2 separate regions of the Sus scrofa genome follow, and region 2 is linked to region 1. A link is a contact called in public Hi-C data. All regions are on one chromosome and are shown on one strand. Each heading gives the region's core, a stretch centred on a gene start, on an enhancer-like site or on the middle of the called end of the contact. The rest is flanking DNA. Distances are from core to core; before and after follow the strand shown.

Region 1 (4,972 bases), core at 1,502-4,001:
ATAGAGTTGGGCTCCCTGGCTCTTCCCCAGCCAGTTCCCAATAATCCCTTTCCCCTTACTGGCACTGGGTCCCTGAGATGCCTTGATGCTTGAGCACCTGTCCCAGGGAGCAAAGACTTGGAGGCTTGAGAGAGTTTAGCTTGTACAGGGAACCAACTCAAGATTAGTATTGTGTTGCTGAGCTGTGGGGTGAGGTAGGGCTGTGAGGAGATGGGGGTAGGGGTGGACTGGGGGAGCTGATCTTGAGGACACAGGGTGTTGCGTGGAGGTCGGGGAGGAGGTTGCTCGGGATGCAGGGTGGAAATGAATCCTGCCATCCATCTCCCCCCTTCCTGTCACTGTTCCTCTGGACAAACAGCAAACAGACAGCAGACAGATTCGTGGGTACCAGCTGGGCTTTATTGAAAGCATTGCAGTCTGGGTGTGGAAACACTGTGCTTCCGCCACACTCAGTCTCACTCCCACTCCCAGTGACGCTCCTGGAGGCCTGGTCCTCTCTGCCGGTGCTTGTCTCCCCAGGGCTTCAGTGATTCACATTCTTTCACTCAGAACACAGGACACAGGGCTCCCTGCGGGACTGTCAGGGGCTAGTTGCGGTGGTGCTTGCTCTGGGGGAGGAAGGGAGATCAAGGTCATACAAGCACAGGGGCTCAGAGGGAGGAGCTGGGGGTGAGGAGGGCCGGGCTTGCCTTAGCAGATTTCCTCTTCAGTCTCTTGATGATGCGCTCCACCCAGGGCTGGCCAGGGGGTGCACAGAGCTCGCGACCTTTCAGCGTGGTGAACCTGGAGTCAGAAGCCAGAGGTCAGGGAGTTCTCATCGTGGTGCCGTGGAAATGAATCCAACTAGGAACCATGGAGTCGCAACCCCTGGTTCAACCCCTGGCCTTGCTCAGTGGGTTAAGGATCCAGCGGTGCCATGTGCTGTGGTGTAGGTCACAGACATGGCTTGGATCCTGCCTTGCTGTTTCTGTGGCTGTGGTGTAGGCCAACAGCTGTAGCTCCATTCCACCCAGAGCCTGGGAACTTCCATATGCCATGGGTGCGGCCCTAATAAGCAAAAAAAAAAAAAAAAAGAAAAAAAAAAAGTCTGAGGTCAGCAGAGTTCCTGCTGTGGCGCAATAGGGTAGCAGCATCTCGGGAACACTGGGACATGGGTTCAATCCCTGGCTTGGCACAGTGGGTTAGGGATCCAGCATTGCCTCAGCTGCAGCTCAGATCTAATCCCTGGCCTGAGAACTCCATATGCAGGGTGCCCCCCACCAAAAAAAAAAAAAAAAAAAAAAAAAAGAAAGAAAACAACTCTGTATAATAGAAGTCAGAGGTCAGAGAAAATAGAGCCCTGACACTCAACTTCCTGGCAGGTCCTGATGTAAGGGACAGAGGTGGGGGACCACACCTGGGAACCTGTGTCAGGGGCTTCGTTGCAGGGTTTGGGCTTGACTAGGAAAAGAGAGATAAGAAGGTGGGGCGTGGGTGGCATCAGCGGCTGATGGGCAGATGAGAGAAGACAGGCTTTTCCCACAACTCACACCACGGCAGGCAGCCTGCAGCCATCTCGAATGAGCAGGTAGCGAAAGGCTCGAACCAGATTCCCAGGGATGGGGTGCTGAGTCACAGACAGGCAGCAGTCTTCAGCATCGTTGGCATCTCCCAGAGCTAGGGTGGGGTTAGGGGAAAGAAGATAGTGTCAGGGTGTTCCCTGGTGGCTCAGTGGGTTAGGGACCTGGTGTCGTCACTGCTATGGCTCTGGTTATAGCTGTGGTGCCAGTTCAGTTCTTGGCCTGGGAACTTTCACATGCTGCAGGTGAGGCCAAAAAAAAAAAAAAAAAAAAAAAAGGGAAAAAAGGAAAAAGAAAAAGAAAAGAAGTGGTGTCAGGACACAAAGACTTTGAGAAGGGGAGGCCACAACCCTCGCAGGGCTTAAGGACACCTGTGTGTGTATGGAGGCAGATATACCTGAATGATTTTCAACCAGTATGTACCAGTATGGCCCCTCCTGGCTCCTAAATAAATGGCAGTACTTCTAAGCTATTTGGCAAACAACCACTGCCACGAGCCCCATAAACTGCCTTCCTTCTGCCCTGATCGTCCCAACCTCTATTCCAAGTCCTTCCAACTTCCCCGTAAATGGAGAGTTCATGCTGTGACTTTGGTAGGGGGATGGATGTGGGGTGGGGTGGCAGGAGGCTGGTATTAGTAGAACTTAGAAATGGTTAAATATTTGGGGGGTTTTGTTTTCTTTTGTTTTTGGCTATGCCCATGGCATGTGCAAGTTCCTGGGCCAGGGATTGAACTCATGCCACAGCAGTGACCCAAGCCACTGCAGTGACAATGCCAGATCCTTAATCTACTGGGCCACATGGGAACTCTGAAATATTTTGACTATTAGCCATGCCGTAGCAGCTCCTATTCTCCCCACCTTAAGCAAATAAATACTGTTCTCTCTTTCTGCCTGGAGAACCGAGGCAGCAGGAGATAGAGCTGCAGAGAGAGGGGTGGTGGTAGACCCTGGATCCACCAGGGAGGCCCAGGGACACCCACACCCCCTGGCACATACAGGGCATGGGGAACCCCCAGGTTCATGGCAACATGCAGCCCTAACTCAGTGTCCCTCACGTCCAGTGCCAAGCAGTCTGAGACCCAAACATCCCGCTACTTCCCCTCCACCCTCAGCCTCCCCTTAGCCTTACCAGGAGAAGTCCAGAGGCTTAGCAGGCTGAGGGCCAGTAGTGTGGCTGCATAGGATGCCATCAGGGTGAACAGACTCTCAGCAAGCGTGTGGACACGAGTGGATCCAGGGCAGGCAGGAGTCCGTGTGAAGCTGAGACTTGGCTGGGAAGCCTGGGGTGCGAGGGAGCCTGGGAATGCGAGTGTGGAAGCTGGATGGAGCCGGCAGTGCCTCCTATTTATGGTCCGGAACTTTCACTTTCTCTGCTCTGAAATTCCCCTCCAAGTCCATTCTGTGGATTCCCCGCTGCCCCCCTCTTTCTGCTGGAGCCTGACCCTGCCCCCACCCCCCATCCCTCTCTTCTGCTTTCCTTGGCTTCAGCTCTAAGAATCTGGCCAAGAGAAGGGGACCTTGTGCTGTCAGCTCCAGAGAGAGAGAATCTGTGCTAGCACCTCGCTGGTGGCATTTGCGTCATCAGCCATAGGGCTGGCCTCCAGAGGTGATGCCTAGGATGGAGGGACCAGAGTGGGGAGGTACTCGCTCTTCCCTAGGTTTATCCCTCATCCTCATTCTCTTCTCCATGCTTCCTTCCACTGCTGGTGGTGGTGAAGGCTCCCTGGCCCCTCAGGGCCACCACAGAGTCAGGGATGAGCGCCCCCCAGGTCATCACAGTGGCTGCCATCCATCACTGGGTAACTAGTCCCTCCCCTCCCTTGGGACAGGCAGAGTTGAAAGGGAATGTTCCTTGGAAGGAGGCCCAACCCCCCCATCCCACATCTCAGGCCTCAGGAATTCAACCTCCTGACTCAGCTCCTTTCTCCAGTTACCAATTTCACATGCCCAACACCTAGGTCAACAGAACAGCTGGAGGGAGCCTGGTCTGGCATAGCCCCCCTCATCTTTCCCTTCCTCTCCATCCTGGGAACCAAGAGGGGATTTCTAAGGAGAGGGGCTGGCCAGCTCATATTCACCCAAATCCCTTAATTTCAAGGAATCAACAGATGAGGGAGGGGGCAAGTGATTTCCCTTCCTTACGAGAAAGACCAGAGATAGACTGGTCTTTAATTTCAGAAGAGAAATTGATATGTGGGATGCCTGGTCACCCATCCCCGCTCAAGCTCAGGACCCTCTTTAGAGTGGAGAGTGTTTCCCTCATAAGTTTCTGACTTATTTTTCTTTCTATCCATTAACAATAGGAGCAGTAATAGTATTTCTGATTGTTAACTATGTGCTAAGCTCTGTACCTAGGACTTTACCACTCTTACTTTGCTTCACTTTCCCAACAAGACGAGAAAGTCATTGTTATGATTATCATCCCATTAGTATCTCTGTTGACCGGTAAGGAAAGAGGCTCAGAGCACAAGGTCCTAAAGCGAGTAAATTTTTCTTTTTTTCTTTTTAGAGACTCACCTGCAGCATATGGAGATTCTCAGGCTAGGGGTCTAATTGGAGCTGCAGCTGCCAGCCTACACCACAGCCACAGCAACTCGGGATCCGAGCTGCGACTGTGACCTATACCACAGCTAATGGCAATGCTGGATCCTTAACCCACTGAGTGAGGCCAGGGATCAAACCTGCATCCTCATGGATCCTAGTCAGATTCATTTCTGCTGCACCAGGAAGGGACCTCCTCGAGTCAATGTCTTGAATGCAGGTGTCTTTAAGGTTTACACTCTACTGCCATCCCACACTGCCTGTCTGCCCTTGACTGTAGAAGAGCACAGGGAAGGGAGTCCTGGTGTGGCTCAGAGGTAATGAACCTGACTAGGATCCATGAGGATGCAGGTTTGATCCCTGGCCTTGCTCAGTGTGTTAAGGATCTGGCGTTACTGTGAGCTGTGGGGTAGGTCACAGATGTGGCTCAGATCTGATGTCTCTGTGGCTGTGGCATAGGTTGGGAGCTACGGCTCTGATTCGACACTTAGCCTGGCAACTTCCATAGGCTGCAGGTGTGGCCTTTAAAAAAAACAAAACAAAACAAACAAAAAAAGAGCACAGGGGAGGGAGACTCTACAAGAAGTGTGGCTAGGTTGGGGTTCAGATTGTTTTACTTGCTTAGCTGTGTGACCATGTGCAAATGATCCAGGTTCTGTGTCTTCGTGTCCTTAGCTATAAAACAGGTATGGTAATAGGTCTGCTTCTTAGGATTAAATGAGGTAATCTAAGCAAAGCCCTTAGTTCAGAGGCTGGCACATAATAAACACTCAATATTAACCATTATTATTCTAGTCTTTTACTCAGATACCTGTCAATTCATCTATGTATCTTTCCCTTGATCCTTCTGTTTCTGGTGGTTCTGATTAT
Region 2 (5,234 bases), core at 2,031-4,530, 70 kb before region 1:
GTTGGTCCATGCAATGTTCTCTGCCCCCACCCTTTCCTAGAAGGTCCTCTGTTACTGACCAGAAGGAAGGAAGGTTCTGCAAGAAAATTTGAGAGGCAAGCCTTAGACAGAACACTAGAGTAGCTCCCACTGTGGGTGGCACCGTGGCCTGCAGATGGCTCCCAAGTATACATACCCAATGCCTCCTAGAGGACCACAGGACCGCCTCTGGCTTCAGCCCAGAGCCAGGCCAGATTCCAGAGAGCAGCTTTCCAGGGCTGTATCCGTGAGAGGACTGGCAGGAAGACCATTTCTGTGCCCACCTTCCCCCACAATCACCTCCCAGATGCATGTGCACATCGTGTCCAGCACTACCTGCTAAGATGAACTGCAGCTTAGAGGCATCGGGTATGGCAATGCGGTCCATGTACTCAGGATCCAGGTATTTGATCAGGTCTTCAACTAGAAAAGTAGCAAGATGGAACGTGGAAGAAGGTTGGCAAGTGTGGAATCTGAAGGATATTAGGGGAGGGGTAAGCCTGGGGAGAACCTGGAGTGAGGAGCTGACACCCACCGTGTCCATCAGCAGGCCGCCACCAGGGCCCCCATCCCCATTTCCCTGTCCCTCCCCTCCAATCACCTGCTGGCTAACCTCTAACTTTAAAGCTAGGAACACAATTGCCTCCACCACCCTGAGGCCCTCAGCATTCCCAGTGATCTATCTTCAAGGGTGGAAGGCACCTTGCCCCTTAGTGCCACCAAGACATGCCAGAGCTTTATCTGATTTCTAGTTAGTGAAGAGGTTGCTAGCTCTGGCTGAGCCAAGGTTGGGGTTCTCAGTGCCTAATTTCTTTCCTGCCTCTGAACCTTGCCTGTGAGATTCCATACCCCTCCTCCCTCCTTCCCCCAGGGGACTTTTACGCAGAGTTCTTATCCTATAACTTAAGAGGGCATTGCCATGGGCTTGGGGTTTAACCATAAAGTAGAAAGCACACCCCAATTCACCATTGCATCAGGGAAATGTCTTCACCTCCTATCCCCAAAGGGCCACTCCAGTGACCTACGTGCTGAAGGGCCTGGGCAAGGAACCAGGAAGCATAGGCTTGGGAGTGAGAGCAGGCAGGCACCTCAGGGAGGCACTTACTCTTTTTGTATAGAATCTTCACCCGCTCCCTCTTGCTGGCAATGTTCCCCAAAGCCACCTGCACCTTGACCAGCCCATCAGCCACCTACAAGGGAAGTGGAAGTTAATTCCAAGATTTACCACTTGGCTCAAGGCTTGGAGAAGATAAAGAACCCTCATCCCTCAGATTCCCAAAAAAAAACCATCCCTTTCTCTTGTATTCAAGGAGATCTCTTGTGGCGCAGTGGGTTAAGGATCTGTTGTTGTCACTGAAGCCGCTCGGGTCACTGCTGTGGCGTGGGTTTGATCTCTGGCCCAGGCACTTCCACATGCTGTGGCTACAGCCAAAAAAAACCCAAAGGTGTTCCCACTGTGGCTCAGCAGAAATGAACCCGACTGGTATCCATAAGAATGTAGGTTCCATCTCTGGCCTTGCTCAGTGGGTTAAGGATCCGGCATTGCCGTGAGCCATGGTGTAGGTCATAGACGCAGCCCGGATCTGGTGTTGCTGTGGCTCTGGTGTAGGCCAGGAGCAACAACCCTGATTAGACCCTTAGCCTGGGAACCTCCATATGCTACAAGTGTGGCCCTAAAAAGACCAAAAAAAAAAAAAAAAAGAGAGAGAGAGATTCAACCCCACCTTCCAGGAATTCTCAATGTAAAGAGGAAAACAATCATGTATTCCTTGGGGAGTTTCAAGGGTGATTGGGAGATAATCAACTATTAATTAGAGTTTAGGGGGCACTAGCATATACTATATATTCTCTGATTCCTTCCTCCTGGCTGAACCTACCTAGGCTTTAAGAGTACAGGGTGAGGAATTCCAATATCAAAGGGCTGAACAGAGGGGGAGACTAGGGAAGCGAATGATCTCACACAGGTTTTGCATTGGAGGGTAAAGAATGCCAACACGCAAGGGTCAAATATAAGAAAAGAGAGGCAAATAAGACTGAGCAGGGAGTTCCCATCATAGCTCAGTGGTAATAAAACTGAGGACCAATGAGGATGTGGGTTCCATCCTTCGCCTCCCTCAGTGGGTAAAGGATCTGGCATTGCCGCAAGCTGCGGTGGCTCAGATCTGGTGTTGCTGTGGCTGTGGCATAGGCTGGCACCTGCAGCTCCAATTCGACCCCTAGTCTGGGAACTTCCATATGTCAAGGGTGCAGCCCTAAAAAAAGAAAAAAAGAAAGAAAAGAAGAAAGAAAGAAAGAAAAAGACTGAGCAGTGCAGCTCGCGAGGCAGGAGGAAAATCAGGAAGATGTGTCACAGATGTCAAAGGGAAAGAATGTTCTGGGAAGTCAGTTCTCAAGTGGGGTACAATCTGCTAGTCACAACTAATTTCACAAGAAGTGTACAGACAGACATCATTACCTCTGAGGTACTTAACTCCAGGGTATGCCTGACACTGCACCTTCAGTGAAAGGTCTTTCCACAGCGAAAAGTGGAACAGAAGGGAACCTGGGCTGTACAGGTGTCAAAATTCAGTCACTGGTGTGAAGGACAGTCAGGCCCTATCCGAACACCCAGTATTCAATCCCTTCCCCTCCTAATCCGGGCCCTCTCAGACCTCACCTCTAAACCCCTGGAGTCTTATCCACCTCTCGTCTGCCTCTTTTGGGGTTCCTTGGACCTTTCTTTGCACAAGACATTTAGCAATTAACTACCCACGGCTTCACAGTGACCTTTCCACTGTGGGCTTCAGCTCTTACTGAAATTCTCACTAGTCAGCTTCTCCAGTGTGTCAGGTCTCGCCAGCTATCCCACGAGAGCAACGCCAGAGTCTTCAGGATGAGCCCATCTCACGCCCAGTGTCCTCCATGGGAGTGGACTCCGAGGGTCCGATATGCTCCAGGAGGTCTCGTACTTTTGTTATCTCAAAGGCCGGGTTGCGGGCAGCGGGACTGGAGCAGCAGCATCCATCCCGAAGACCAAGCCAGTAGACCGCTCTTGCTTTGCCCCAGAGAGGAACCACTGGACCCCAGATCGCTCACCTTCCGCGAGCCGCGCGACCCGCCGGGCCCGTACACCCAGCGCTCCAGCTCCTCCAAACGGGCCTGTAGCCGCTGCACATCGGTCACACCAGCCATAGCTCCAGCCGCCCCGCCTCAGCCGGGGAACTGCCAGAGGGCGGGACGTCCGTCCTAATAGAGAAGGCGGGCCAATCCGAGTGGACTGGGGCCCTCTCCTTACAGGAAGTGACGCTACGATTCAGCCCTTCGGTTCCGGAAGTGGCAGAAAGGGACGAAGAAAGGTGTCGAAGCTCCCTGGTAACCTAGGCGACGGGTATTTCTATCAGGTCCTCCCCTAACTTCCAGCCTCTACTAGTCGAAACAACCTTTGCCTTTCTTCTCCTAATTCCAGGGTACCAAAGAGGTTTCCCCATTCCATTCCCCCAAGGTTCACATAAATATACCCATTATTCTGATTGCCCATTTCCATAGATCAGTTAGACACCCCATGAGTATCGTAATCTTTTGGAGTCTTCTATGGTTCAAGCGATTAAGTGTCGTGCCCAAGGACACTCAACATTGTAGTGGCAGAATGGAGATTTGAACTCAGGCAGTCTGATTCATGAGACAGAGTTCTCCTACTCCTGGACCTTTGCTGTTCTATTTCCTGAGGGCTTCCTCTGAGAACCCCTAGCCCAACGCAGCCTGTGTATACCACATAATTCCTCCCCAACTCACAGACCCAAATAAGAAAGAAAGGAGGCACTGGAGAGGAAGGACTGCACCTTTATTATCCAGATGTGACCTGAGGGACATCGCCTTCACAACACCCCAACCCAGCCCTTCACCCCGCTCCTAAAGAGAAGCAGGTCTGACTCAAAGAGGTGGGGTCCTAGACATGACATTGACACAAGAGAGCACATGAGATGATGGGGGTTACTGGGGGCAGAACTCTTTGGTAGATGGTGCTGGAGTTGGCCAGGGAGGAGGGGCCCTCTCTTTGCAATGAGGTAGATGTAGCATCTAAAGAAATCTCTTTGGCTTCAAGTCCACATGGCATGGGGGGAAGGGGTCATCTCCCAGGGTTGGGTAGTAGTTTGGGCACCCTGGAAGAATAGGTTGCGGGGTGTCTCCTGCCCCCTCAGCAAGGGGGCTGAGACTCTTAATTTCAAATGGAAGCTCTCAGGGTGAGGTGCTGGAAGGGGGCCCCGTCGGGGGTGGGGGTGCAGGGTTGGTTGGGCCTTGGGAAGCTGGCACGGTCTGGCGACGGGCAAACAGGACGCCTGGCAAAGGGGTGAGGAGAGGGTAGAGGGCAAACACAAGCAGGAAAAGATGAGGCAAAGGAACAGAAGAGAGAAGCAAAAGTCAGCGTCCTGATTGCTAGAAGACCACACACACAGTCCTGCCACAACCAATGAGCACAAGCCCCTTGGGTAAGCTAAAGACTTGTACAATATAAATGGCCTTGAACAAGTAAACAAGAAATATCTACACTGATACACAGGCCCATAACAAGATGTCTCATGATACCCATGCCAGAGAAGTCATGCCTTGGAACCCATGCCATGTAGATACCCCCTTTAACCCATGCCAGTGTAGCAATACCCTGAACCCCATGTTACCCATGCAATCTGGATATCCTTGAACCTCATGCTAGTAGAGAAAGTCTAAAATCCCCATGCCAGTGTAAATACCCCTGACCTCATGCCAGTATAGACAGCCTGCAGTACCCATACCAGTGTAGACCACCCCGTTGATCTCTAGGGCCATGTTGATACTGCTGATACCACTGCCTGCCAGATTGAGAGGCCCATCCAACCGCTCTTCTGTCCAAGAGGGGGCAGAGGAGTCACATTTTGAGGAATCAGACTTCAGATTTACAACCTCCCCCCTCCATCCCTATAGACAGCCCCCATTCCACTTCAGTCCCACACCTGTCATCACACAGTTGTCTACTGAGGGATCTATCTGCCCCACCTCCAATGCCTATCAAGTGACGGGTCCGTCCTCCCTTATTGCACCGGCCCTAAGCCCTCTCAGCAACAAGCCTCTCCTCACCCCTGAGGGGAATCTTGCCACGGGACAGGAAACTGGGGGGTGCCCCATGTCGAGGTGGGTCCATGGGCCCCATCAGCACAGCCCTCTTCTCTGGGGGCTCCTCTGGTGCCACCTTTTCCCGTGCA

The links. A called contact is a pair of places that touch in the nucleus more often than the background predicts.
Region 2: a contact with region 1 is called in a Hi-C map of liver, with 2.3 times the contacts expected there. The contact joins the promoter of DCTN3 here to the promoter of CCL19 in region 1. A contact is called at or near these places in 3 of 5 promoter capture datasets (fetal liver, fetal skeletal muscle and liver), 17 of 47 Hi-C or Micro-C datasets (adipose tissue, alveolar macrophages, blood and 11 more) and 2 of 2 datasets of contacts at active chromatin or transcription factors (alveolar macrophages and skeletal muscle).

The regions. Positions count from the first base shown.
Region 1 is chr10:32,108,145-32,113,116 of Sscrofa11.1, reverse strand. It overlaps CCL19 (C-C motif chemokine ligand 19), which reads right to left and starts at 2,751. Exons shown (of 4, transcript NM_001170516.1): 1 at 2,691-2,751; 2 at 1,530-1,656; 3 at 690-783; 4 at 588-608. The coding sequence starts at 2,751. The coding sequence ends at 588.
Region 2 is chr10:32,178,603-32,183,836 of Sscrofa11.1, reverse strand. It overlaps DCTN3 (dynactin subunit 3), which reads right to left and starts at 3,280. Exons shown (of 6, transcript XR_002336315.1): 1 at 3,094-3,280; 2 at 1,124-1,208; 3 at 1-441. ARID3C (AT-rich interactive domain-containing protein 3C) reads right to left here. Exons shown (of 12, transcript XM_021064675.1): 6 at 5,110-5,234; 7 at 3,094-4,334; 8 at 1,124-1,208; 9 at 1-441. The coding sequence ends at 4,234.